Linked DNA regions of Mus musculus: regions 2, 3, 4, 5, 6 and 7 are each linked to region 1. The links are chromatin contacts, called in public Hi-C and HiChIP or PLAC-seq maps. All regions are on one chromosome and are shown on one strand. Each heading gives the region's core, a stretch centred on a gene start, on an enhancer-like site or on the middle of the called end of the contact. The rest is flanking DNA. Distances are from core to core; before and after follow the strand shown.

Evidence for each region. Hi-C and Micro-C count contacts between places; a contact is called where the count stands out from the background. HiChIP or PLAC-seq counts read pairs in DNA pulled down with a chosen protein or histone mark.
Region 2: a Hi-C map of cortical neurons shows a contact between it and region 1, with 6 times the contacts expected there. The contact joins two enhancer-like sites. A contact is called at or near these places in 1 of 15 datasets of contacts at CTCF or cohesin (pro-B cells), 5 of 484 Hi-C or Micro-C datasets (cerebral cortex, cortical neurons and forebrain), 3 of 115 datasets of contacts at active chromatin or transcription factors (SST interneurons, VIP interneurons and neural progenitor cells) and 1 of 9 other capture datasets (embryonic stem cells).
Region 3: a contact with region 1 is called in an H3K27ac HiChIP or PLAC-seq map of SST interneurons, with 7 times the contacts expected there. The contact joins two enhancer-like sites. A contact is called at or near these places in 3 of 484 Hi-C or Micro-C datasets (cerebral cortex, cortical neurons and nephron progenitors) and 2 of 115 datasets of contacts at active chromatin or transcription factors (SST interneurons and neural progenitor cells).
Region 4: a contact with region 1 is called in a Hi-C map of forebrain, with 2.8 times the contacts expected there. The contact joins two enhancer-like sites. A contact is called at or near these places in 2 of 484 Hi-C or Micro-C datasets (cerebral cortex and forebrain) and 2 of 115 datasets of contacts at active chromatin or transcription factors (embryonic forebrain and embryonic stem cells).
Region 5: a contact with region 1 is called in an H3K4me3 HiChIP or PLAC-seq map of forebrain, with 5 times the contacts expected there. The contact joins two enhancer-like sites. A contact is called at or near these places in 2 of 15 datasets of contacts at CTCF or cohesin (large pre-B cells and pro-B cells), 1 of 484 Hi-C or Micro-C datasets (cerebral cortex) and 3 of 115 datasets of contacts at active chromatin or transcription factors (embryonic forebrain, forebrain and neural progenitor cells).
Region 6: a contact with region 1 is called in a Hi-C map of cortical neurons, with 2.6 times the contacts expected there. The contact joins two enhancer-like sites. A contact is called at or near these places in 1 of 15 datasets of contacts at CTCF or cohesin (large pre-B cells), 5 of 484 Hi-C or Micro-C datasets (cerebral cortex, cortical neurons and forebrain) and 1 of 115 datasets of contacts at active chromatin or transcription factors (forebrain).
Region 7: a Hi-C map of cortical neurons shows a contact between it and region 1, with 6 times the contacts expected there. The contact joins two enhancer-like sites. A contact is called at or near these places in 2 of 15 datasets of contacts at CTCF or cohesin (large pre-B cells and pro-B cells), 5 of 484 Hi-C or Micro-C datasets (cerebral cortex, cortical neurons, embryonic fibroblasts and 1 more) and 1 of 115 datasets of contacts at active chromatin or transcription factors (neural progenitor cells).

Annotation. Positions count from the first base shown.
Region 1 is chr13:81,942,631-81,946,393 of GRCm38.p6, reverse strand. No RefSeq gene overlaps it. Among named protein-coding and RNA genes, the nearest start is that of Gm41009, 57 kb to the left of the region's middle. Within about 2 kb of position 1,878, at least 50 of the 459 cell types and tissues checked have an H3K27ac peak or open chromatin away from gene starts, as enhancers often do. A contact at or near this core is called in SST interneurons, cortical neurons and forebrain, where this site is marked.
Region 2 is chr13:82,905,828-82,909,590 of GRCm38.p6, reverse strand. No RefSeq gene overlaps it. Among named protein-coding and RNA genes, the nearest start is that of Mir3961, 210 kb to the right of the region's middle. Within about 2 kb of position 1,705, at least 3 of the 459 cell types and tissues checked have an H3K27ac peak or open chromatin away from gene starts, as enhancers often do. A contact at or near this core is called in cortical neurons, where this site is marked.
Region 3 is chr13:82,706,154-82,709,916 of GRCm38.p6, reverse strand. No RefSeq gene overlaps it. Among named protein-coding and RNA genes, the nearest start is that of Mir3961, 9.7 kb to the right of the region's middle. Within about 2 kb of position 2,141, at least 4 of the 459 cell types and tissues checked have an H3K27ac peak or open chromatin away from gene starts, as enhancers often do. A contact at or near this core is called in SST interneurons, where this site is marked.
Region 4 is chr13:82,618,160-82,621,922 of GRCm38.p6, reverse strand. No RefSeq gene overlaps it. Among named protein-coding and RNA genes, the nearest start is that of Mir3961, 78 kb to the left of the region's middle. Within about 2 kb of position 1,707, at least 15 of the 459 cell types and tissues checked have an H3K27ac peak or open chromatin away from gene starts, as enhancers often do. A contact at or near this core is called in forebrain, where this site is marked.
Region 5 is chr13:82,591,758-82,595,520 of GRCm38.p6, reverse strand. No RefSeq gene overlaps it. Among named protein-coding and RNA genes, the nearest start is that of Mir3961, 100 kb to the left of the region's middle. Within about 2 kb of position 1,585, at least 7 of the 459 cell types and tissues checked have an H3K27ac peak or open chromatin away from gene starts, as enhancers often do. A contact at or near this core is called in forebrain, where this site is marked.
Region 6 is chr13:82,560,499-82,564,261 of GRCm38.p6, reverse strand. No RefSeq gene overlaps it. Among named protein-coding and RNA genes, the nearest start is that of Mir3961, 140 kb to the left of the region's middle. Within about 2 kb of position 1,606, at least 7 of the 459 cell types and tissues checked have an H3K27ac peak or open chromatin away from gene starts, as enhancers often do. A contact at or near this core is called in cortical neurons, where this site is marked.
Region 7 is chr13:82,506,736-82,510,498 of GRCm38.p6, reverse strand. No RefSeq gene overlaps it. Among named protein-coding and RNA genes, the nearest start is that of Mir3961, 190 kb to the left of the region's middle. Within about 2 kb of position 2,183, at least 8 of the 459 cell types and tissues checked have an H3K27ac peak or open chromatin away from gene starts, as enhancers often do. A contact at or near this core is called in cortical neurons, where this site is marked.

The DNA.
Region 1 (3,763 bases), core at 629-3,128:
TTATCTGGCATATTAAATGTATCCAGGCTAAGAAAGGGGCTTGTGGCCACAGCCTCCTCCTTTCCAGGGAGAGGGGCCACATTGGAAGTGGATTGACAGTTTCGACTGAAAACAGCTTTCTGAGAGGCTAATCATATAAAGTATTGCAAATGAATAAGGACTACGGGAGGGAGGTGTTCACCTGCCTGTCTCCGCCGTGCAAGATGAGAGCCTGTCTGTACTCACACATGCGCTGACTTAAAAAAAAAAAATCACATAAAAAACAACATCTTTGCTACAGAGACGTTTTTAACAAGTATTACAGAAAGAGCACCAGCTACCAAAAAGAGTTGCCAGGGCCAGAAGGAGCCATCAATCGAAACAGTTTACATTTCAAAGTTTTTCCAAGAAGAGTGAAAAACGTCTCCCTTCCTTGATGGGAAACAGGAGGAGCTGTAGTGAAGAATCTATTAGCTGCCTTCTTACTCCCCGCTTCGCTCTCCAGAGCAGCCCTTTAACCCTTAGCCTTGCCAACAGGTTAGAGGGAGGGAAGGCAACGCTTGCCTCCCCTGGGGTCCCTGCCCTCTGCCGCTTGCAATGCGGCAGATAAATTCCTCATCTTTGTGAGCGTTCATTGTTCAAGGAGGAGCCTTTTCATTCTGGGGACTCTGCACGATCTCGGGTCACCTTCAGTTCTCCATACCGTGCTCCTCGATGTCGCTTAAGGAGCGATCCTCCCAATCAGCCAGAGGATGCCTTTTCTACTGGAGATAATCCAAGAATTCTCTTATTTATCTCCACTTCATTTTTGACCTGGGAATGGATGGTAACAATGGTATATTTTAATCAAAACTCATATGTGTGCTTTAATTGTTATAATATAGTAAGAAAAGTTTGCATGTTTGTCTCTGTTGGAGTGGGGCGAACCACACATTCTACCATCGAAAAACAAATTTTAAAAGGTGCAAAATTAACACACATACTTTTGTTTGGGGCTTTCAAGTTTTTATTTGCTTTTTCATTTTATTTGTAATCATAAAATCTGATTCTTCTGAATACACTAGAGTAAACTGCCCATTTTTATTTTCAGTAACTAGAAGAGAGGCAAATATAAGTACTAAATCAAGGGGGGGGGAATTAATTTCACAATTAAGTCTTGGGGCTAAAGATAAAAACACTGAGAACCTTTTGTCACTAACTGATGTTCCATTCTGTAGTGCTTGTAATTTGTTCATTTTCCTTCCTACAACATGCCCAATATGCCAGCAATCCTACCATTAGACTCAAATGTGTCACTACATACACATGACCAACGGGAAATGGGTACAACCATAATGAAGATGCAGATAGCCAGAAGCAGTGCTAAGACCTTTGTCTTAGACTGAATGTAAATACAGTAGGAGCAGGAAAACGAAGGCGTAGGGAGCTTCTAATTTTTGTACATACAAACAAATGCTGTTCATCATATCTGCAAAAAGTAGACTTTCTTAGATTGACTTATTGACATAAATTACACAATATCTCTGGAAATCGTCAACAGTTTCTATATCAACATCCCTTGCAAATACCATTGGTTCTCAGTGAACTCCTTCTGACCTCCTGGTCCGAGGCTGTCACTGTGTGATGTACATAATTCTCTCAACACTGATCCATTACCTCTGCCCAGTGTTGGGGGTCAGGCCAATAGTGTAAAGTCAAAGATAATTAGCAGCCCTATCAATAACCAGTTACAGGATCTCCGCCCAAGTGACAGGACAGAAAAGCCAAGAGAGGACATCGCATTATAAAGTGAGAGAGATGTGCCGACATCTTCTCTGGTTCAAGCGGCTGCTATGGACTATCAGCATCACCAGGAGACCTCACTACATTAGCATAAATTCAAATGACAAATGCACAGTGCTATTCAGAGACTCATTAATTTGCAGTGGGTGCCGTGCTCATGACATATTAGTGCAAAATTCAAATGTCTTTGTAGCAATGCGAATTTAGTTGTGAGACCAAAGTCGCTAAAATGAAAATGTGTGGGTTTTTTTAGCAGTTTATTAAATTATGAACTGTGATGACTATATCCGTGCATCTTTTTAAGCAGATGAGGTCCAGCGTGCTCCAGCGGCAAACGCATGGTTTGTGTTGATATTTTCCCTTCAGACAGTTTCCTCGCAGCAGATCAGACTGTCTGCTCTGAGCTCTTGCTGCATACGGGCTGAGAGCGCCCCCTTCTGGACAAATGACAATGTCACTTGAAAAAGAAGACCAGACCATTTATTGTTTTCCTTTCTTATTTTTAACAGAATTTGATATAAAGAATTTCAGGGCCCACCTCAAACCCAAAGAAACCAGCTTGGAATCATTTGTTGTAATAAGAGAATACAACAACTTTCTATGAAACGCCCAAGCATCACCCACTGTCGAAAGTGATCTACAATTATTTTGTATGGCACTTTTTTCTCTAACATCTCACAAAATTGTCCTTAAAAATAATGTCCTGGTTTATATATGCTAAGAAAATAAGCAATGAAATATTGTTAATCATTGTATTCTTGCTCCACAATATCATGGAAAAATTACAATTACTAGGAGTTTGTTTTATCGCTTTAAAAAAAAAAGCAAGCATATCCACAGAGCCTTTTCAACAAAGCAACCACATATGTATTGTATGCATCTCAGTTAAGGAGACAATGAATAGACAGGGTAAAGGTTGACTCACATCTGGTCCAGATGTGGATAGTGAGTTTTCCTGTTTCACAGATGGTAACATCCGCCCAGTTACTTCATTACTCAAAATAGCCTTATCAATAGTGTGTTTCAAATACTAACATACCCCACAATATTAAAAACACTGCTCTAATCAGTAAAATAATGACATGAAGAGAGTTAATCTTCTCTGCAGGAATAACATAGCAAAAAATGTACAATATCAGCCTCTGTGTTTCTCGGGGTTCAGGGTTCTAATCTTGTTGCAGCAGAGTTACACCCCAGGTTTATGAAGTAAACACTCATCAACTCATGTTGATGTTTAATAGTAATAAATGTATATATATATATATATATATGTGTGTGTGTGTATGTATATATATATATATATATATATATATATATATATATCAGTCCTCAGTGGAAGGGCCAACTTGTCAAATAGTAACACACATCTGAATAAATTGGAAATCATATTAATATTTGGAAATAATTTTTAGAATAATAAAAATTTCAGAAATAAGAAATACACACCTTTCAGCCATTTGAAGTAACTAACCTCCACTGGTGTATTAGGAGTCTTCGCTATCAGACTCTTATGTTTATCATGCTTTAAGCTTTACATAAATTACATAAAGTAGAGGGGGAGTCATGGCAAACTATTAATGCTTACGGGCCTAGTGATGTACTTCCTATGCATTTATGATAAGTGCAGGAAAGAAAACCTTCAAAAGAAAGATATATAGTTTTAAATTCCATTATCATAATATCATTAAAGCTGTGCATCATTTTCAACAATTAAAAGTAAGATCCTAGTCATGTATTTTACTTACTGAACGCTGAGTTAGTCTTGAGATACTTAGCAGGCTCGTTTTATTTTATAGTAGCTGCTACAAAGAAGATCTGCAGCTAATGAGGATGGAGAGGGATCGTGTGCATTAAACTCGCGGGCGTGGTGTGTGGCTGAACAGTATTAGATTAGCCCTGCAGCCAGATGTCTAGGCATCACTTTTCCCTAATGAATTCTCTTTTACCGGATAATTAGAATCCTAGACCCTGGGAATGTCAGAGCTGTGAGGCCCATTGTTGA
Region 2 (3,763 bases), core at 456-2,955, 960 kb before region 1:
TGATGATTTTCCATTCATGTGTATAAATCTTACTCTGAATATGAGGACTCTCATTTTCTAAACTTTAAGCTGGGAACTCTACTGTACTTTGTTTCCCTTTTAGGATTAGTTGCAAAGTTCTAATTGACAGAATGAAAAGCAAAAGAACCCACTGAACACCCACTACATGCTTTTTTAGAAAGGGGAAACATTCTATAAAAAACACTGAACAATGCAAGACACACACGGATGAACACGTGTCTTAATGACATTCTATGTGCAGTTCCTTCCCCAACACGTCCTTCTCACCACGCAGCACATAAGCCACAGAACACAGAGCCCTGGGAAGTCTGCTTTTAGTAGCATATATGCATTTTCAAAAATGTTTGTCAGTCCCAAAATCCTAGTATGTATTTCAAGTGGTTAGGATTTTAATATTTTTAAAGCCTGGCTGCCATTTTGTTGTAGCAACTACACAGTGTGGTTTGTATATAATTCGAGGACAAATTTTTATATCACTCTTTTCTTTTTATATGTTGTAAAAAATTAATTTATTAGAACTAATTAAGATAGGATCAACATTTTGAAGAAGCAGTTTTATTTAAAAAGCAAAACCGAACCAAACCAAATTAACAACAAAAATAAAAAAGATCACTCAAAGTGCTGTCGGGTGGCCTATGGATGATTTAAAAATCTTTCTTTAAGAGGTGGGATATGTCAGGTGGTGTCCAGTATTCCTGTATCTGAAGTGCCTATATTTCAGTGACCTATACAGGTGTAAGCTTGTATAATAAGACTTGACAATGAAGAGACATTTGCTTATAAATAACGTCTCAGGGAAGAAAATGCCTAACAATTTTTACATATGCAGCATTCATCCCATAAAAAGAATAGAAGTATCTTATCTTCTATTCTGCTAACAGGTTTCAGCAGTTTTCTGAATACTTATGAGTAGCTCAGAAATTCATATAAGTTCATGTAATTCACACAGCATCTGCTGTAAAAAAAATAGTGATAATTTACATCCAATTAAAATATCTCTCATTAGATAAAATGATTTAATAAACCAACAAATTTATATAAGAGGATAGTATTCACTGGGAATAAAATGACTCAATTTGCTATGCAAACAAAAAAATCAATGAGCAGAAAACTGGAAAAGGAACACGTCCAATGTCTTTTATATAAAATTTTAATTTGTTGACTTAAAAAGAAAAACGGTGTCCTTACTGTCTTAGAATTTATGTGAGTTATTTAAAAAAGCATGTCTATTCATTGGATGAAATTCTTATTAAATTGCTAAAAATACATTTCTGAACTCCCTGTATCTGGTACAGAAGTAGAAATTTCAGTAATGTTTGCTACATATTATCACCTTCCTGCTTTTTTAATGTTTTACAGTTGTATTGCATGGGACTGTATGCAATCTTGACATAAAAGGAAATTAAAGTTTGTAATTTCTTTTTATGCTATAAGATTCCGTTACCTTTAAAATAAGCTTAGATCTATCTGGCAGGCAATTATGCAAATGCATTCTGTAAGGGCATATACTAATGATAAACCATGAAATAAACTCAAGAAAAAAAGAGGTGTCGAGCGAAGAAAAAAGTAAGTCTTGCTATTTTTTCCTTTAAATATTTTTAGGGCTCTTCACCACTGCTGTTGGGTCATCTCTCTTAGCTGTACTCCAGAGCCTTTGTCAGTCTGGAGGAGGCAGCCATGTGTCCATGGCTGCTTATTTAGAATGGTGAAGACAGATGGCCTGGAATTGCTGGAGAAGACCTTAAAATATATTATAAAGAGGAAAGGAAAGAAAAAGAAACAATGAGAGAGGGCATAAAAAGGAGACAAATATGTGGCAAAGAAAATCACAAACACACACACACACACGCAGGCATACATTCACGGGTGAGGATAGACTTCAGAGCAGTAGGACTGGATTTAATATAATTACTTCTTTATATAGAAGCTCAAATTTCATTGTTCTTGATATTATCTCTGTTTAAGGAGTTTTGAACAGCACAGCCCCTCCTGTTTTGACAGAGCAACCTGGGTAAAGTGTGATATATATTTGCTTCTCGTGCCTCCCAAGCTTGGACTGTGAATTTTGAATTGTACAAGGTCTAGAGCTTGACTTATCTGAATCATACTGAATGAACCATACTGAAACCCATGACACCTTAACTCAATGTTTAAATACAGTTTCTCAAAATTATTTTGTCTAGCTTATCACCTTTCTTTACCCTTTTCTATAATTTTTAGGAAGATATAAAATATATCTCAGTAAAGACCTTATTGAGGGATGGTTTATGTATCTTAGTTATGGGAGAGGAAGAAAAAGATAGTAATGTGTTAGTTTGAGAATATCAGTGCATAACAGTATGTTTTCAAATTGGAAGGCTCGAGGAGATATTTCAGTAGGATAAAATGGCATGAATTGATATCCTATTATGCATTTTGTATGAACATCTTCCCATTTTCCAGCTTCACTCCATTCCTCCAGGCTTCCGAGTGTGCCAGGTAAAAGCATACTAGTGTATCCACTGCCAGCTTCTCTCCTACTTCTAAAACAAATAATAGACTTCAAATTTCTTCTTTCTGCTTCCTGAGTTGTCATGGTTATCAAATAACACCTCCAAATTCTCTCTCATTTTAACTTTTTTGATTTTTCTGCTTTATATAAACAGGCTGAACGAAGACAGAGGAAAAAATAACCATCAAGTTTGGGATTTATAAGTAGTGAAGGAAGCATTAAACATGAAATGCAAAAAGAAATGATTTCTTACCCTCAAATGTAAATTAAGGTTTTTAGCTCAAAGTATTAAGTCTAACAAAATACCTGAGTTTTATAGTGGTTCTCTTAACAAGGTCCTGGAAACAACCATACAGCCTGTTAAACTGTGTTGTGGTTAGAGATCTTCTACGAGGATCCTTGTCTTCCAATGAAACAGCAGAAAGGATGTTGGATTTCTAAAGTAAATCAAGGGACTTTTTTGGATACCAGGTCCTTTAAAAATAGAATGGTCAGAAGGTTCATAAACAGAGAACTTGAAATGCTCAATACTTTTGTCTTACAAAAACATCTGTTGCTCATATGAACATTTTGAACACTAAATGCTTCATCTTGTCCTAAGGAGGTGTGCTGGGTGGTGGCTTCCTGCGGACTTGGCTCCAAGGAGGTCAGACTAACTCCCTGCCCACTTGGCTCAGCAATATCCCAGTGGTCAGCACGTCTTGCCATAATCACATAGTGGCGCCCCAAGCCCGATTCTAAACTGTACTTTGTACCTTCTAATGAAAGCATCCCGAAATATCCTTAACCACTCAGATTCTGGAACAACCATGACCTCAGACTGGACCAGAGTTTGCTCAGCAAGAATGGCTGGTGAAAAGCTCCCTGTGTGACAGACACTCCTCCTGTCCTCACTAGTTTTTGTCACTTTACCTTTTATTATTATGAGAATGAGCTGAGAAGCCTGTGACATAGCGATCCTGGACAGAAACGTGTTACACTATCACACAACAGCACAGTTTTGATTGTGTTTGAAATACTGTCAATAAAGAACAAGGTTTCAAAACGTAATTATAAAGAACATTTCTGTTTAAATCTCCAATAATAGAACTTAAAAAAAGAAAAAAACAGCTCACTCCTTTCACTTGTTAGAAAAATATTTATTCTGTTTCATCAACAAGAGAGAGTATTATCCTGCTTTTAAACATAGCATCCCCAGCATTCCTTTTTCATCAAAGTACATCCAAGTGGCTGAGGGATACATGTGATTGA
Region 3 (3,763 bases), core at 892-3,391, 760 kb before region 1:
TTGTGCAGAGAAAGGCACTGCATTTGAGTTTTAGGACCCCTATAAAGCTGGAAAGAGACCTGACTTCACTAAGTTGTCCTGTGACCACTATATGCATGCCCTAACAAACACAAACACAAACAAACACAAACACACACACACACACACACACAGAGAGAGAGAGAGAGAGAGAGAGAGGAGACAGACAGACAGACAGACAGACAGAGGCAGAGGCAGAGGCAGAGGCAGAGGCAGAGGCAGAGGCAGAGGCAGAGGCAGAGACAGAGACAGAGACAGAGACAGAGACAGAGAGCAGGGGCGGGGAGAGACCAGACACACATACACACTCAACCTGATCCAAATTTTCAGTGAAAGAAAATATCCCTGTTTTCCATAAGTGCATTTCTTCTCTTTTACATAATTATTCAGGGAGGCTGAGCACTAGCTAGATGGGCAGGGTGGCATTCTTATCTTAGGGAAATTACCTTTATATGTATCTCTACTTTAGTCATCATCTTATCAACATATGTAATGTTAGCATAAAAAACAAAGTTAGTCTGCATGCATCTCTCTCTCTCTCTCTCTCTCTCTGTGTGTGTGTGTGTGTGTGTGTGTGTGTGTGTGTGTGTAGCTATACTGTTGTAGCTTAGTGTTCGGGTGCTTGCTTAGTATGCATAAAGCCTTTTTTTCCACTGGAAATGGGATGAAAGAGTGAATGTGAAACTACAGTATAAAGGAATAGAGAAAATTAAAGTAAGGAATGTTGAAAATAGTAAGTCCTTTTTAATTTGGAGTTACCACTGTATAACTAAAAGAAAACAATTTTGGAGCCCTTGTCTAGAAAACTATTTATTATCTAGAGCTTTTGTTCTAATAAGTTTTCCCTATATGCATGTTTACACTTCTGCCAAGACTTTCACTTTGTGGCATTATTTTACACATATCAGTAATAACTGTTGAAACCTTTGTTCTTGTCTTGCTATTTATGAGACGCTATTAAATACGTTTTATACCATTATCCATCTTAAATCCCCACACCCAACACTTTAGTCCGTAGCTATTAATTCTATTTTACATATAAGAAAAAAAACACGACACAGGTAAGTTAACATGCATAAGTCACACAATACCAATTAGATGAATTTATATAGTCAAGAGTGTCTCAAAAGTACAAGTAGCCTCCATAATACACACCCAAGGTCATTTGCACATAATAATCTCCAGTGAAGTGTTTCCTATTTGACTGGCTACTAGTTATATTTGTTTCCTTTAGAGAGTAGAATTCCCCAAAGACCACAAAATAAACAGAAGGCAATTTTATTTACTATTTTTTTTCACTTTGATCTTTGCATGATGTCAAAACTAAAGTCATCAAATGCTCAGTGTCTTCAGGGCTGCATGGAAATAACAAGTATGTTTTACAATTATCAATTTCAACTTAAGAAACTTTGTATTGCCCCAAAAATTGGATCCATGTTATTTTATTTTTACAGTCTAATGCTCTGGGCAAATGCAAGACAACCAGGATCCAAGGAGAAGAAATTTCTGGTAGCTTAATCTTATATATCAATGAGTTAAAAGCACCTAGTCATTAATGGTGCTACTAAAATTAAAGTCAGGTAGGTTTATAAACTGATAGAAATATTTTGAATGAAATTAACGATTTATTAGGCTTCTTTAAACCCAAATCAGAAAAAGTAAATGAGGGCTCTTCTCAAGAGCAAAGTGTGTTGTTCTAAAACAGCTCTCCATTTCCAAAGATAAGAGGCACATTTTCTTAGTTCTTTCGAAAGTGAATCATTTCTCTGAGGAAAACTGATCTCTTCATCCTCTCTAAAATATTTCTAAGAAAAACTATTATTCAAAAGAAAATAAATAACATTTTTTCCTAACAGGCCAAAGAAGCCACAATCAATGCTAGGGTTTCTGATGACATTAACTTTTCCGAGACACGAAAGCAAGACACTGCTCCTCGCTCTACCATCTGCTGCAGATATTTTAAATTTCTAAAGCACTAACAATGATGCAATTTGCTACATTTTGAGCTGCATTTTACAACTCTCTCTTAGCTGAATTACTATTGATGACATTAAAACCCTTTACAAATCAAGACAACACATTTGCTTGCAGTTCCCACCCAAGGACTGCTAGCAACTCTTTCTGTGCTGAGTGTACCTGCACCTCAGTTTTGGTCAGCGATATTTAGACACTGTGACAAAATGAGGGCCAGAGTATGTTAGTCATTACTTAAATCAGAAAATGCCCTCAGAGAAACTGATCACTGACTATAGGAAAAGAAACTAGGGGCACAGTGAGCTATGGTTATAATTATTTTTCATGATAAAACTGTATTATCCAGAATTTTGGAAATAAAATATCAGGTTTAACTAGCATAGTTTATGTTACTTACCAGGAATAAAAACTTAAAACTATTTATTCATAAACACAGATGCAAAAAAATCTAGATAATTACTGATAAAATTAACTCCCTGGAAGAACTGTAGTAATTAACATAAAATAATAACAACAAATTAAAATTTAATATTCCCTAAAATTTGAATAAGTATTACATTTTATAAATTGGTTGTTTCAATTGACTCCTTCATAGTGTATTTTAGTGAGTGATAGCACAATACTGGCCATTCTGTGCTAGTGTTTGCTTAGCTGGAGAGAAAATGAAAGTTTTAGCTTCACTAAACACCTGAGGGATTGGGGTTACTAGTTCCGACTATCTGAAATGACTTGCATCTGGTAATTTCTAAATTTGACAACATTCTTGAAACATTTCCTTAGAAAAATGACACCTGTCAGAAAAAAATTAGCCAGATAAAATAAATCTCCATATATAATTTGTGTAAAGAAAACTAATCATTTCAGACCTTCCTTTTTGATGTCTTAGCCCGTTCTTTCCTTTCATGGTTGGTTCGTTTAAGAGATTTTCTTTTTATGCTCAAATCCTCGTATTAATTTGTATTGCATTTCTTCATCACTAAAATAAACCTGTTGTTACTATATGTGCTAGGAAGCCTACACCTACAATTGCCCTTGATTCAAACATATTTTTTTTATTCACTGCACGTATTCTACATTTGAATTTTTATATTAAAATAATTTACACATACATAGAAATACGTGTTTCCTTTGAGTTCTATGATTTGGATAAAAGCAACTGTGTGTTAAGGAATCCTTTATTCCTAGTGGCTTCCTAAGCAGTACCAGTGCTGAGTCCCCATGCCTGGAAGTAGCAGTGCTTGTCATTTTATTTTTATTACTGTGCAGTTAGCTAAAGTGAAAGGGTAGTGAGGTTAGAAGCAGGTGGCCAGACAAGATGGAAATGAATTATTGGAGAAAAATCACTGACATTGCTTGTCATAAAGGGAAGATAATTGAAAAATAAACCCAGCAATTCTCAAAATTATCCCAGATGTTTTCACTCAGGCAAATATTTGCCCTTCAGAGGTCCTTTGTCCTTATACCATAATAATTGAAATAAATACTAGTAATACCTTACTCTGTGCAACTATTTTATCTTCAGTTGTGTGACAGAAACTCCCTATGAATTATTTTATACCACTGACTCACTCCTACAAATAATCAAAATTTTTGTCTGTAATTGACTGGAGTGGAGCTGAGAAAACATGTTGTCTATGTCTCTCAGTCATGTGACTTACCTGTGCTTGCCAAGGCTAGCACCAGAGGCCACACTCAAAACTCTTCATTGCTGCATGTCATTCCAATTACATGCAAACTTATTTCCGGGGAGAACGGTCTGAAGTAGGACAAC
Region 4 (3,763 bases), core at 458-2,957, 680 kb before region 1:
TCTCTCACTGAGAGTGTGCTCCATCCACTGAGTTCTTACCTTGCTGTCTCAAATTCTTAATTCTTTTGCTTTTTGCAGATGGCCATTTTTCTTTGTATTAAGTCCCAGATCACCTTACTCTTTTGAATAGATCCCCCACTTGAACCTTTCCCATGATAGAAGAGCATTGCTCATTTGGAATGAAACAAACAGCTTACTTTAAGAAAACAAAAGGTTGTTTCCTTTGTTTGCTTTGTCTATCAACACTAGGAGATTATTATTTTTTTAAAAAGAAGCAAGGGCTTACTCTCAGTGCATGCTATTTCTGAGTATGTGAGCTCTCAGCAGCCTTCCATGGTGTCAACCCATTATATACCTTTAAAAAAATATCTTGCTTCCATTAAACTTTAAGCTGTCAAGTATTACAAGGAAAAGATGCAATTTTTTTCACTGCAGGAAAGGTCTGATTTAGTAACAAGCTATATGCTAACCGAGCAGCAGAATCCACGTATAATGTTTCATTGACATGGAAAATATGCTGTTTTTTTTTTTTTATGTGTTTCAACCTTGTTTTTTCTTTAAAAAATATGAAGTCTGCTTTGCTTTCAAACATAGCAGACACTAAAAATTATATTACTCTTACATTTGTGGATACAAATCTCAGTATTCAAGTACACACAAAATGCAGTTGGTGTACACATCATCTGCATAGGAGACCGTTAAGAAAAAAATTTAGTTCACTCTACTGTCTAGCTTACATGTTTAATATTGATTTAATTAGTCATTTAATTCCAAACACCCTTATTATCTACTTGTTTGAAAAGGCTATTTACTTTCACTGCAATGCATATATTAAAACAAGGGACTAAATAGGAAGCCAGACTTGTGGCCTGGAGCTTTCTTGCTGAAGAAATGGTGTACTCCTCCCCCACTGTAGCTTGAACATCACAATGTCAAATATTCTGCACACATTCCCAAAGGAATCTGCAAGGCTAATTAGGGTGAGCTTCACCATAAAGAATACAGTTGTTAAAAGAGCTTCTGTACACATGAGAGTAATGAGCATGCTTTACTCACGCTGTGATTTGTTACTGCAATTTGCAGTCATATATCTCTTAGGAAATAACTCATATGTTGTTATTTATTGCATGTATGATTATTAATGATATATTAACAACTGCTGAAAGCAACTTATTTCACCTTAATAACTCATATACTTAGCTCAACATTTAAAGAGCCAGAGAGGAGTCAATATTTCTAGAGGGCTACTCTCTTTGTTTTGTTTTATTTTTATTCTCCAGGATAGTAAAACAATATACTTACAATAGTGTAAGAGAAATATTATTTAGTTTATTAAAAACAATTTTATTATCATGATGATAGAATAATGTTTTTTTAAAGTGGGTCAATTGCTATTTTTGAGTCATTTACAAATGTAGATGGCTTTTATAATCCAATGCCTGATGTTCCAAAAAATATTAAATTTTGTGGCAGATATTATTAGTGACTTAGGAAGGGGCAGGATCACATTGAGAGCGAATTTTTCAATTACTATTATTGGGAGAGATGTGTTGCTGCTCATCAAATTGAATCCAAATACAGAGTAATATAAATGCTTCAGATGCTGTGATGGCAATTTATCCTGCGTTAAATATTCTGGGGGGTTAAGCTACTGACTTAAGCATTATGTGTGAGGCACAGCACTACTCAGCGCTCATGGAAACTCAGCCCTGTGCTGCTTCCCTTCAGCACTGACAGATTGTTACCAATTAACTACTATCCAAATGTCTTCTGAAATCAGAACCTAGAAAGAAGAGAGGTTTTTGTTTCAGGAATTAGAAATACAGCACAGATTTTTAAAGTTTCATGAACCATAGAAGCAATAATTGGAGTGAATTCTAGAGTCTAAAATCCTGTTTTGGCTACCTAAATTCATGGGTACTGTATTGCATGCATAGCAGCAGAAATCTTTTCCAAAGATATAAATTGCATTATATGTGTGTGTTATATTTCCAGGGAGACAAAAGATCCTGCCTTTTAAAAAATTTAGAGATCTGAAGAAGGTATGGCTCTGTGTCAGGAATTTGCACAGATAGTGTTTTTTATTGGAAAATATAAAAAAAAACTAATGCAGCTTTGATGATCAGGAACAGCGATTGTTGTCACAAAGTGATACAATATGAAGAGACTGAACCTGTGTTGCTAATTACTCAGGCATATCAAATCATTTGTGGTAGATACTCATCTTCATGAAACATTAAGAACTGTATTTTCAAAGAATATTGTCAGAGCAATAAAGAAAGCTGGTCTTAAACACTGCTTTTGAAAAATACATGGCATTGCCTAATTTTCTTGTTGTGTTTATTTCTAAGTGCACTGAACCTAAAACAGTTAACTGGAGGCATTCAGCCTAACACTGGAGGAGTGTGACATCATTTGCAAATGCTAAGGATTAAGACAGTGTGTGTGTGTGTGTGTGTGTGTGTGTGTGTGCGCACGTGTAAACGCAATGAACCTCCAAACAAATAAATAAGCAAGCAATGTGGTTGTGTCTTCAGAACAGACTTTCTAGAAGGCTGTAGGGACAAGACTCAAGGGAAACAACATATCTGCATATCTAAGGAGAATGATAACAACATCAGAAGAAACAAGTGCATATCAGGATTGAAAAGGCTGCAGGAGTTTGCAAGCAGATGTCAAAAAGCATACAGGGAAATGTCATGAAAAGTATAACAAGCAGCTAAACTGGTTGCAGAGATTAGGGTGCTAAATATATGCATGATGAGCACACCACTCTGCTTCACAAGCAAGAAGTGGGAATGGAGCTTCGTAAATAATTCCTGCAGACAAACCTGGGGTTAAATATCAGCAGGCAGAAGAGCAAATGCATTTCTACTTCTTGCCTCAAAGTACCTGGTCCTGCAAGGCTGACAGATGAAAAGCACGGAGTTATAGTAAGTAGAAATAGTAAAATATGTCAGTTTTATAAAGGAAATATAGGTAGAGATCTAGAAAATTTTGTGGAAGTCGCTAATTTTCAAAACCACACTTCAGTAATTAATACAAATAGGAATCAGAGTTCCAAATTAAAGAAATGAATTCATGTCCATTACAAAAATCTTTTCACGTGAATAAGATTTCTAAGCCTAGCCTAAAGAATCCTTCAGACAATTTTTTTGAGATATCTAAATTCTGATTCCAATAAAAATTATGGTCACATGATGTAGCAGTTAATAATCTATAAGGTTTTGAGGCGTACATTATTGAGACAGCTACTGTTAGCATAATATTTACCTTAAAATCTTATCGGGAATAAGATCAAAGCAAATTCCTACTTTCTACTTTTGTGAGATCATACTCAAATAAGCTCACTATTCCACAAAATATATAGTCTTTTACAAGTTGTATAATAAAACTGAGATTACTGAAATATTTGCTTATGAAAAATAATTTGAGAAATTATAAATCACCAGCTCTTCACATTTATTTCTTTTAGTGATACACTGAAATTTGAAGACACCAGAAAGCCTGTCAACAGTCATATCTTGCTGACTTGCTAGCTATTCTGCATATTCAAGATATTTGGCCTCCTCTTCCCTAACTTTGTCTATTGTTAACCTAAGCTCCACAGCTGGGTAATTAGGTTGTTCTTAAACAGATTTTTCTAATACATCATTTCCTCAACTGTGTTTATGAGTTTTTTAAATATGTGAACTACTTTTCACCGTCCCATCTCTGTGGGTCATCTGGTCACCTTGCTTCCTCTGACTGTATCTTGTCATGG
Region 5 (3,763 bases), core at 336-2,835, 650 kb before region 1:
AAGTTAAGTTTAACAAAAAAATGAACTTACTGGTTAGAAAGGTACATCCACAATAGCAGAAACAAGGTCAAGGGGTCTTGCATTTAAGATAAAATAAATAAACGTTTTAAAGTTTTTTTTTTTAATATAAGGGATATCTGGGCTTATTGTTTGTATGTAAGGACAAATAGCTCAAGTACATACACACGTACTTTCAAAGTGTAGGGTCAGGAAACATAGTAAGTCCTCTATACCCCTTCTTAAATAAAGCAGTTTTCAACTTTCTTAGACTGACACAAATATCATCATTTTCTTAGAAAATCCTTCCTGACTCCCCAAATGACTTATTCTCTCCCTCAAGCTCTCTCAAGACTTGCTCAAATGGGCTAATATGGAACTTACCATTTTAATATATTTAGGTATAGATTTATCTTCTTGAGATGAAGCCAGGTATGATATTTGATTTATCCTTATAACTTTAAAACCTAAGCAATTCATAAGGTGGATACATAATTTAGGTGAGATGAATTGATTTCAAATATGACTTGCATCTTCCATGAGATCAAATTATGCATGTTAGACATCCCAGAGTTTTAATGAATCACTTCATTATCTCCATAGCCACATAACGTTGTTGTGAACTCTGCATTAGATAGGAACTTTATTCATGTATTAGATAAAAGGAAACCAAAGTATGCAGAAATTCTGTGGAAATTGTGAAAGGAATAGGTAAGTTTCAGATACAAGATGAATTTTCTCTTTGTACTGTCTCAAGGCCAACAGAGAAGTATGGTGGACAGAAAGAAATAATTCCACTGAACGCCTACTGTGGAAGAGCATTAACTATCTGTTATTGTTGTACCAATAACTACGTACAAAGAAATGAATGGTTATTTATATTATAATAGTGATGTCTGTGGGACATTTGAATAATTTCAGTTTAGAGTTTTAATCTCTCTGATTTTCAAAGCTTTCACAGGAGTAATGCTCTATAATGTTAGGAAAGGAATGCTTATTCATAAGCTATTTCTTCATTCTTTAGTCATTAGTAAAAATGGGTCATAGATCATGTCATGTTGTCTGTAACCTAGTTATAATTATGGCAGAATGGAAGTTTCAAAATCATGATTTCTTATAGAAACCTTTAAAATCTCATTAGCTTCTGATAATTATACTAATATCTAAAGCTTGAAAATCACAGAACTAATTTCATCAGAAGATCAGCTGTGAACATGTTCTTGAGAGGTTTTCTTTCTCAACTTCCTGGGAACAAAAGGAGAAGGCAGCTTCAGGCTCTAACATGACACCCTATTTATGAGGCAGAAGAATACGTTCAGGGAAGCAGCACATCGTGAGTGAGCGGATTCAGAAGTGGAGAACGGGAATATTAGAGCAACATCTCGAAATGCAACTCTGAGACTGGAGAAGCCTCTTCACTTGTGATCGATTTGCATCTCTGCCTGTGTCTGAATTCATATTCCACAAGCACAGATGGAGGTGTGATAGATTTTTTTTTTTGAGCACATCTATTTATTCAGATACCGGATTCAGTCTCTGAGTAGGGAGATGGTAAAGGCTGCTGTGAGCAGATGGCACATAGGCACTATGACTTTCGAAACAACATTCTTTAAAGATAAGTGGCACAGTAATAATAATAATACTTAGCACATATATTGCACCTTTGTTCTGCCAACATTAACTAATTAATCTTCAGTAGACCCCTGTGAGATAAGTAAGTGCTTATAATTATCTCTATTATGCAGTCAAGTCAAGTAAGAATGTGTCGGCACATACTGTGGAAGACTTGGCCCAAGTTAAAGGCCGGGTGGATCCAATTTGCATGGCTCTTTAAGATTTCTGCTCTAGTAGCAGAGACTAGTATTTCTAGACACACTGCTGTTTGAGGCACCAAGTAGATTGGAAACAAGATATCATCCAACAGACATCCTTCATTCAGAGGGTATATGCTATAGAATTCTAAATTAGACTATGGGACAGTTGAGTCATTTCTTGAAAGTCCAAGAGGATGCGGTTGATCAGAAGCAGGAGTGAAACTTATAAGGCCCTCCCATTTGAAGAAAACAATGGATTGCCCACATCTCTTTTAAGACTGTTTTTTAAATAATTGTACAAAATAAGGATTTTGAAGAAATCTAAGGATTCCCTTGCCACTAGACATGTCTAAGAACTTTCATATTCAGGTTGTTGGAGTCTAAATAATGCTTTGGCAAGAGAGATTAATATTCCACTGGAAAAGGAGGACTTCTGAGTTAATCAATGATACCATGGAATTGCTTAAGTTCTGAAGCTTTGGTGATGACATACAAAGATGTCTACTTTGGAGATCTGAAATTTGGTAATATGATGTTTGGTAATCTGTGCCATGATATCAAGAGATCTGACCCTGAATTTGGAAAGATATAAGAAAATTAAAACACTTTATTGATTGGTACATCAATAAACAAACCTTAATTTACCATGAGAATCCATAAACAAAATGTATGGAAATGTTTCTTGATATTTGCCATGTGACAAACAAGCAATATTTTACTACTCACTCTATCTCTTAGAAGTGTGATTTGGGGCAAAACACAAACTTTCAGGTTTAGCTTCCTCATCTGTAGAATGTATCTCAATTCATCAACCATACCAAAGTCCAAAGATCCACGGCCAACCGACTTCCTCTCAACTTTGTAAATCAGGTATCATGACTATTTAACATATTTTTATTTTTATTACCATATAATTTAGTTTAATTTGGGGAATATAATTACACTTTACCTCCAATTTTTCTCTTCCATTTTTGAACTACATTCTTTTATGCAAAGGATCTCAAACTTAAAATTTTTAAAATAAGAAGATTAAATGAAAGCAATTTGAATATGATAGTCAGAATCATATTATGAGCTGTATGTCCTGACTATGGGCACACAAATTCAAAGTCTTGTACACAAATCATACCTGAAATCCAGAATACTTCTTGGTCCAGAGAGATCTCCTTCCCTAGGAACTGTGTTTACCCATTCCTTTGGATGACAATGCTTTCTCCACTTCCTCTTATCTTTATTTTTATATATATTTATATTAAGCTTATATCCACCCACAAGTCAACAGACAATATCAAATTAAATGTAGATATTTGAAGCAATCCCACTAAAATCAGGGGCAAGAAAAGGCTACCAACTCTCTCTATATCTATTCAGCATAGTACCTGAAGTTCTAGCTGGAGCAATAAGACAACAAAAGGAGATCATGAGGATACAAATTATCAAGGAAGAAGTCATGATATCTCTATTCACTGACAATATGATAGTATATAAAACAACACCAAAAATTCTACCAGAGAACTTCTATACTGAAAACAACTTCAGCAAAGTAGCTGGATATAATATTAACTCAAAAACTCAATAACTTTCCTTTAGACAAATGATAAATGGCCTGAGAAAGAAAATAGGGAAACAACACCCTTCACAATAGGCACAAATAATATAAAATATCTTGGTGCAACTCTAACCAAACAAATAATCTATATGACATGAACTTGAAGAAGACCTTCAAAGATGGAAAGATCATGATCATGAATTGGTAGGGTTAACATAGTAAAAATGGACATCCTACCAAAAGTTATCTTCAGAATCAATGCAAACTACATCAAAATTCCAGCACAACTTTTTATAGACATGGAAAGAACAATTATCAGTTTCATATGGAAAGAAAAAACACCTAGGTTAGTGAAAATAATACTTAACAATAAAAGAAATTCTGGAAGAATCACCATACCTGA
Region 6 (3,763 bases), core at 357-2,856, 620 kb before region 1:
TAAGTGAGATTTAAACTGAATACTCTACAATTCCTTTCATTGTCTCATCTGCACCTCTGAAGAGTACAGAGTCCATTAAAACAATTAGGAATATCAGTTCACAAAGCTTCTTTAGCTCACTTATAAGGAAAATAATAGTATTTATTTCTGAGTTACTTTAAGTAAATTTTCTCCACACATAGCCTGTTATAAACAACTCTTTCTTTCATATCCTTAAAGCTAAAACTAGAACAAGGATGTTTTATGCTATGTTCATTTTATTTGCCAGGTAATCAGCGATTTAATTTGTAGCAGCATTAAATGATCCCAGAAGTATGTTGCTAAGAGTAGTTTGAAAATCTCCAGAATGAATTAATATTTTATGTCAAGAAAACAATACAGGCCCAATTTTGTAAGCAATTTTTGCATGTACTATACTTAACTATAAAGAGATTGTTACTTTTAATGAAATGCAAAGAAATCATGATATAGAATATAGTTATAAAACTCTGAGAACTCAAAGTCTTATTTGTAAATCAAGAGTTGAATTTGATTATTATGTCTTTGCCAAATATCTTAGATTTGGTAAAAAGCCCTATCTTATTTTAATTTCTTTTAATGTGATTTCTAATAATTTAAACAGTGTAACATCATACATAATACATGTCAATGCACTGTGCCAATATAGGATGTGCTATAGCTATACTCCTCTTTATATTTAAGATGTATGAACTCAATACATCCTGTTACCCAAGGCAGCCAGGAAGACATTTGTGAAGAAAGTTAACTCAGTACTACATCTCTAAATTAACTGTTTTTTCTTAGGTTTTGAGAATATTTTTAAACCCTGATTAGGTTATTCTTTTAATATATCAACCCAAGGGGCAAATTCCATTAATTAAAAGAGACATCAGAGTTTTATAATAACCAATGCATTAAATGAAATACTGTAAACAGCAAGAAGTTAGCTATGACAAAGGAAAAGCAGACAACAGTTTAAGAGACTTATATAAAAGAACATGAATATACAGTTTCATCCACTCTGAAGTAGAACAATAATAAATACAGAATAGTGATACTAATTGAAGGAAGGATGAAGTCTAACAGTTTCTTGTGCTTTGGGGAAAGAACCTCAAAATATACTAAAAATTTTAATGCTATCTAAAACTTGAAGATGCTTTCAAGAGGTGATCCTTCTCTCCCATTATTTAAAAAGCATTTGAGGAATTTGAAAGCTCTGGAGAAAGAAAATATAGGCTGGCAGGAAGAAATTCCATCTTGTTGGGTCTCTGAAAGAGCGGAGGACTGAACACTTGTAAACACGGTACCTTGAGCAATAGTTGCCTTATGGCTTGTAGTTTGAGGCCAAGAATAGCATGATAAACTTAGAATGTGTTTATCTCTTGGCAGCTTCATTTTACTTGCAAGTTGGAAGGGACAAAGACCAACAATTTTCCACCTACAAAGTACATCTAAGCTGGCAGGAAGCAAAGCGAGTAAGTCAACTTGAGTCTTCAGATCACAGTCATTCTCAAAGCCAGATGGACAGCTTTAGAACAGGAGTGAATCAGCCAATATCTCAAGGCATTTGTGGTTGTAATGTCCTGGATTGGAATGTGGGGGTGGGAGGAAGCTTTAGTTTGAAGTTTTCACATACGTCTAGTGCTATTTTAAGAGACAGGCGGGATGTGTGCAAATTTTTATAATTCCTGATTCCTTGCTAGTTGAAAACAGGTATGAAGCATTTTAGAAACCCTGTCTTTTCTCTCAAAAATAGATTATATAAGCAGATTTTTTTCATACAGTTTGTTGTTTGGGTGTTTCTATACATCATCTTTCATCATGGTAAAAGCGTTGTGTCTGATTCATTCACTGACATAATGTTGGTTATTTAATGATGAAAGGCCAAGGTAGACTTCTGAGTTTTATTTTAAAAGTGCTTAATTTAGGAACAGAATTAATTACATGAGGTGTAGTTGAGAAAAGAAGAGCTTGGGTGCTGTAATTTTTAAGACTGAGCAAAGGAACTTCTTGTTACAAGGTTTGAGACATCTGCCGATGTTGGGTTATTTGTGTTTTAGGGGTGCTATGCTTCAAATTACAGAGATAGTTTCAGTTCTTAAAACAAAATCCTTATTTTAGCCCACGGGATACATTTTTTTCTCCTTTTAATACAATTCTCTTCTGCTTCAAAACAAAACTAATCACCCAAGGTTATTCTCAATAGTGATACTTAGACAGTGCAGGCAAACCTGCTGGTGTAGGAATAGTTAATTTTATGGAGACAGAGTGCTTCTGCTTTGAAAATACATTTTAAAATTATAATTTATTTATATTGTCATAAGAAATAAAGAAATGATTCTATCCCTTTCAATAAGATCATCAAACAGAAAATTATAAAATTATTTTGAAATGAAAATTAATTTAATGAAAATTAAAATTGACTGATGTTTATCTAACACAAAAGGCTCTCTTTATAGGCTGTGTCACGTGGATCAAACCAAATGCCACTTCATACTTTTAAAAACAATTTGAAATTTAAAAGTTTTAATAGGGTTGTTTGTAAAAAGAAAAATAAATGCTCATGGCAATGCATACTTAGAAATAGATGTGAGTACTCCAAGCAAAAGTCATACAACCAAGCTTATCAGTTCGAATTTGTTTGCCCTGCTACATACCCTGAATAATTACTTATTTTCTAAAAAAAAAAAAAAGTAAAATAAAAAGGATACTTCCTGTGGGCTTCCACCTTGCCTGATGTTACAGTATAAATCTTCACATATATGGAGAGCAATTTTTTTTAACTTGAACCCCTGTGTCTTTAATTGGTGTTAAGTGTTCATCCTTCATAGGCCATTGCTACTGCCTTTTTCTTGCATGTGTGGCTGTGAACTCGGGTGGCTGTATAATCTTACTCTGTAGCAATAACACAAGTATATAAAGGAGCTCCTTTAACTGTAATCTGGATTAAAAATTGGTCACATGATGGAACATATACGCGCCTCTTTAATCTAATTATGAATCAAAAATGGTATAGAGCTTCCTTACTGTTAAAGGTCTATCAGTTCTACCCAAAAGGGAATGGTTTAACTAAAATTTGACATTCTTATCAAATCCTTACTCTTTAGTATCAGTGTTTAATGCCTCGGAATCTTATACAATTCATGTAATCAAAACTGAATTTTTTTTTAAAGATTCATAAATCAAGGTGTTTGTGCCGCGTTTGCTTCGCAAAGTTCTCTTTGCCAGATATTATGCTTAAGTTTAATCAAATTACTGGAAAAGCCACAGCTTCAGTATTAACAGTAGTGCAACTTCCAAAAAAGGAGACAGAACCCAAGAAGAAACAAGGCAACTAAAATATTTAAAATATTTTTTCGGCAATAACAAGGACAAAATTGCCAGAAGTGGGAGAGGAGTCAACAATTCACTTCCCAAGGTTTTGAGTGCCAGAAGAGTCTGCCCAAGGAGGGAGGAACGCTGCACTGTTAATGACTGCAGTGGGTTTGGCCTAATACTGCTTTTATTCTAACGTTAATTTGGGTCACCATAACTGCTTACATGAGTGTCTGAATGTAGCTTCAGGTAACCTGGCCCTAGTTGGCTCTGATTAGTAAATTAAGATGCCAGCAGCCAAGGCAGGGAAGACAGAGGCAGAACTTTAGGATTCCCAGTTTGGGATAGAGAGGAGGAAGAAGAAAGAGATCCACCATGCTGGGATAGTGTGGAAGACAGGAGAGAGGCCATGGCTAAGAATAGTGCAGGACGGAGAAGCATGACGTGG
Region 7 (3,763 bases), core at 934-3,433, 560 kb before region 1:
TGGCACGTGTTTAAATTCATGAAGTTGTTAATCAGTTCCAAACTGATGATGAAATTGGTGTAACACAACAATAGCAAGTTTTCAAGAATTTTGTATTTTTGCACAGTAACTAATTAGGAAATGCTGCAAAACAGAGAAAATATAAAAGAATCAAGGCCCAAAATAGAAAAGGATGGCATTTTAATTTTAGGTTAATTTTAATAACCTATATCACTTCTCTTGATGATCTGTTCCCACTGCCTTAGACTACTTGACAAATTATTGTCACAAGTCTCCTATCACACCAACACATTCTCTAATTTTATAGTAATAAATATATAGAAACATTTATTATATGAACATAATATGATATGAAATAAGTATATATAATATATATAATCACTTAAAATAAAAGTATATCCATGCCTATTTTCTGACAATCCCTGGAAAAGAAAAGCACCTAAGGCTGGCCATATCATACTTTCCACGTCCAGATTGACACATAATATGTTGTGATAAGTTAGTGTTCAAAGCATAAGCTGAGTGAATGAATATTGAAGCTTGTGAACCCAGTTCCTGTAGTGCACCATCAGTACGGAGACAGAGCAAAGAGGCTATAATGAATCTTCTGAATTCCAGCCCTCCTAGAGTTTTACACATGAGCAATCACCATGAGAGATGCCTGAGAGCACATAGGCAAAAGGAGAGGTGGACATCATTCATGAAACACACATCAACGGCTGACTGAAACATTTTTGCAATATCACACGGTGACACTCATTACTGGTCCAAGTAGAGGCACAGGGTATCACAAGACTAAACATGGTCACCAGCGGTGCAATGTTCTCACATGCAGAGACTATCAGAGAACTGCAAACCATGACACTTTCTCTTTACTTTTGTCCTTGCATAAATGAAAAGTACAAAGTTGAGCTGCAAGCCTGGCTCAGTTGGGGGTACATTTTCAAAAGTAAGCTCATGGTATAAATAAAAATTGGCTTAATTATTATTTTCTATGCATGTCACTCAGTTTCCACAGACCTTTTCTAATCTGTGGTAGAAAATTTGCAGGGGAAGATTAAGAGCAGAACCACAGATGCAGAGAGAGGGAAACTAAGATTTGCATTGAACAATAGTGTCAAACGTTAAAGAGACATCGAGGAGACCCACTGCCAATGTGTTACGTCCTGCCTAGATCCTAAACAGCTGCTCCACTCTGATAACCCTGAGGCTCTATTGCCCATTTGAGAAATCTGTTTAAATTTATTTGTTTCTTCATGATTCTCTTGTCCGGGAATGTAGTTGTTGGACTAGCCCAAACAGGTACCATTGTGTAAAGCGTTATTCTCAGTAAACAAAGTAGCTGCTGAATTTTTGTTTAAAACATCTTTGCAATTTTGTGTTCAAAAAAGATACAGAAAATCAGTTTTCATATTGAAATAATTGCCTGGGGAATTATAATCACAAATTATTCTTTGAGTTTCAGTGAAATCTCCCTTTTCTTATGCAGTTACAACATAAAGATAGCTTTGATACAAAGCAAAGCCTACCAAGATTGGACAATTAGACAGCTAACACCAAAGCTAACCCAACATACTCATCCTGTTTGCTATGCAGTTTTATACTATGTGGAACTTTATAATTTTCTCAGTATTATTATATACATTGTGAATTAGAAATATAATATACATCATTGTGTACTGTATAATATATAATGTGAATTTTAACTAAAATAAATTTAACATATGTCTATTGAAAGTACATATTTATTTAGTGTAAGACAGATTTTAAAAACTCCAAAATAGAAATTTATTTGAAAAAATAAAGACTGGAAAATACAACTATACAATTTACAAGTCTACATAAGTTCTTTGGCACAGGAAAAATAATTAACAATTCTCTACTAGCATTTGGATACCAAGATGAACTGAACTAGGCAAAGAGAAAAAAGAGAGTTGAACTCATTATATGAAGAATTAGAAAAGCTAGAATTTTAAAGTTTCTTTCAGCAACTAGTCTGCAGTAACTCACAGATTACTAACAACTTATGCAAGTTTTATATGCCGATTCCATCTGCTCTTCATTAAAAAAAAAGCTCATTGCCATAGCAACTGCCACATGCCATGGTATTTATGCTGCATCTGATGTACAAAGCATAGTTTGTGTAGGAAGGAGTGTGTGTGTATATGATGTGGCAGCTGTCGTCTCTGCCATTTTGTTGCTGCTCTATAATAAAACAAGTAGTGGTTATGAATACTCATTTGAGTAGTTATACTAGTGCTCATTTAACTAAATCTTCACCCAAAAAATCCATGTCTAATCAACACACTGGGGTTTTAGGACAGCTAAGGTTACATAGAGACTCTATGTTGAAAAGTAAAGCAGTCAGTACAAAAGCACAGACATTTATGTATCAATGGTGGAAAGGAAACCTAAGCCTTGTCACCCACTACCACACTTTCTCGTAATTTAAGGAATAAAATGCCAGTGAGGTTTTCACCAGGATCAGTGTCAGTTTCTGTTAGTTGCTGCTGATACGTTGTAGTTTTTATTCTCCAAATCATGTATATTTTTTTTCATTTTTACATTCACCATGCAGAAGCTGTTCCACAATAAAGATTAACTTACTATTAAAATGAAAAAGATGAGATGTGGTTATGATATATATGAGAAAGACAGAATGCACATTGTTCTATTTTTGTAATTTTGTTTTTAAATTCTAGTTTTAGTAGAAAACAGTGTCAGGTTAGAAACAAAAAGAAGTGAATTTGTCTGTTTTTACTTCCAAATGATAAAAACATTTTTTTTAATTCCCAAAATACCCAAATCTCTGGATTCTTTTACTTGAGGTATTTTTTTATATATATTTTAAGAAGTGCTGGAGAGCTTTCAATGTTTTCAGACTTATTGTGGCAATTTATTGTTAAAACAAAAAACACTTTGATAATACAAGGTTTATTATGGCTCATGTAACTAGATCAAATATTTAGGTACAATTTCATAGTCAGAAGAAAATACAGAGAACATCCACTAGCAGTAAGATAGAAATGTCATGGCATCAAAATCATCCAAGCTAAAAACCAGATGTTTTCTTTTCTAAAAATTAATTGTTTAATATATACTAAATTCACAAGAGCCTAATGATCAGAGCCTCAAAGCCTTCAGCACAGAAGCCAAGCAACAGCTCGACCACGCTCTGGCTCTCATCTATGCTCTTGCTTGGAAAGACTTCACTATGTTTTCTACCCAACTTCTTTGCACATACACCACCCTCCAAGCTGTAACACGGTAGAACTTTGTAGTGATCTTTCAACATCATGAAAGCCTGATGGAAACCTGCTACCTCTGAGGAAGATAATGAGAAAGAACCTTAGAACAGGTAGAAAACTGGGAGTTCACAGGTGTAGCGTGAATATTGCTCCTCCTTCACTTTTCTACGTTTAAGTTTCAAAAAGTGATGAATGGAGACTAAGAAGCAGAAAAATACAATGAGAACCAAAACCAAGAGCATGGATTTTAGAGGATGCCTATTTTTCTCAAATGTCTACTTAAAATGTATTTATAGCACAGATTAAATAAAACTATATACATGAATATATATGTATATGTAGTAAAACTTGGTATGAATGACAGTCATAGGTTCATAAATGGCTGTGTACATTAATTTGGTCCATTTGTTATCTACCCATGCAATTATTCATTTATTCATTCAACAAAGTTACTGATAATTCTACAAATATAAGTTGTCCTTCTTTCAAAGTACTAATCTCCCTGAAAACTGTCA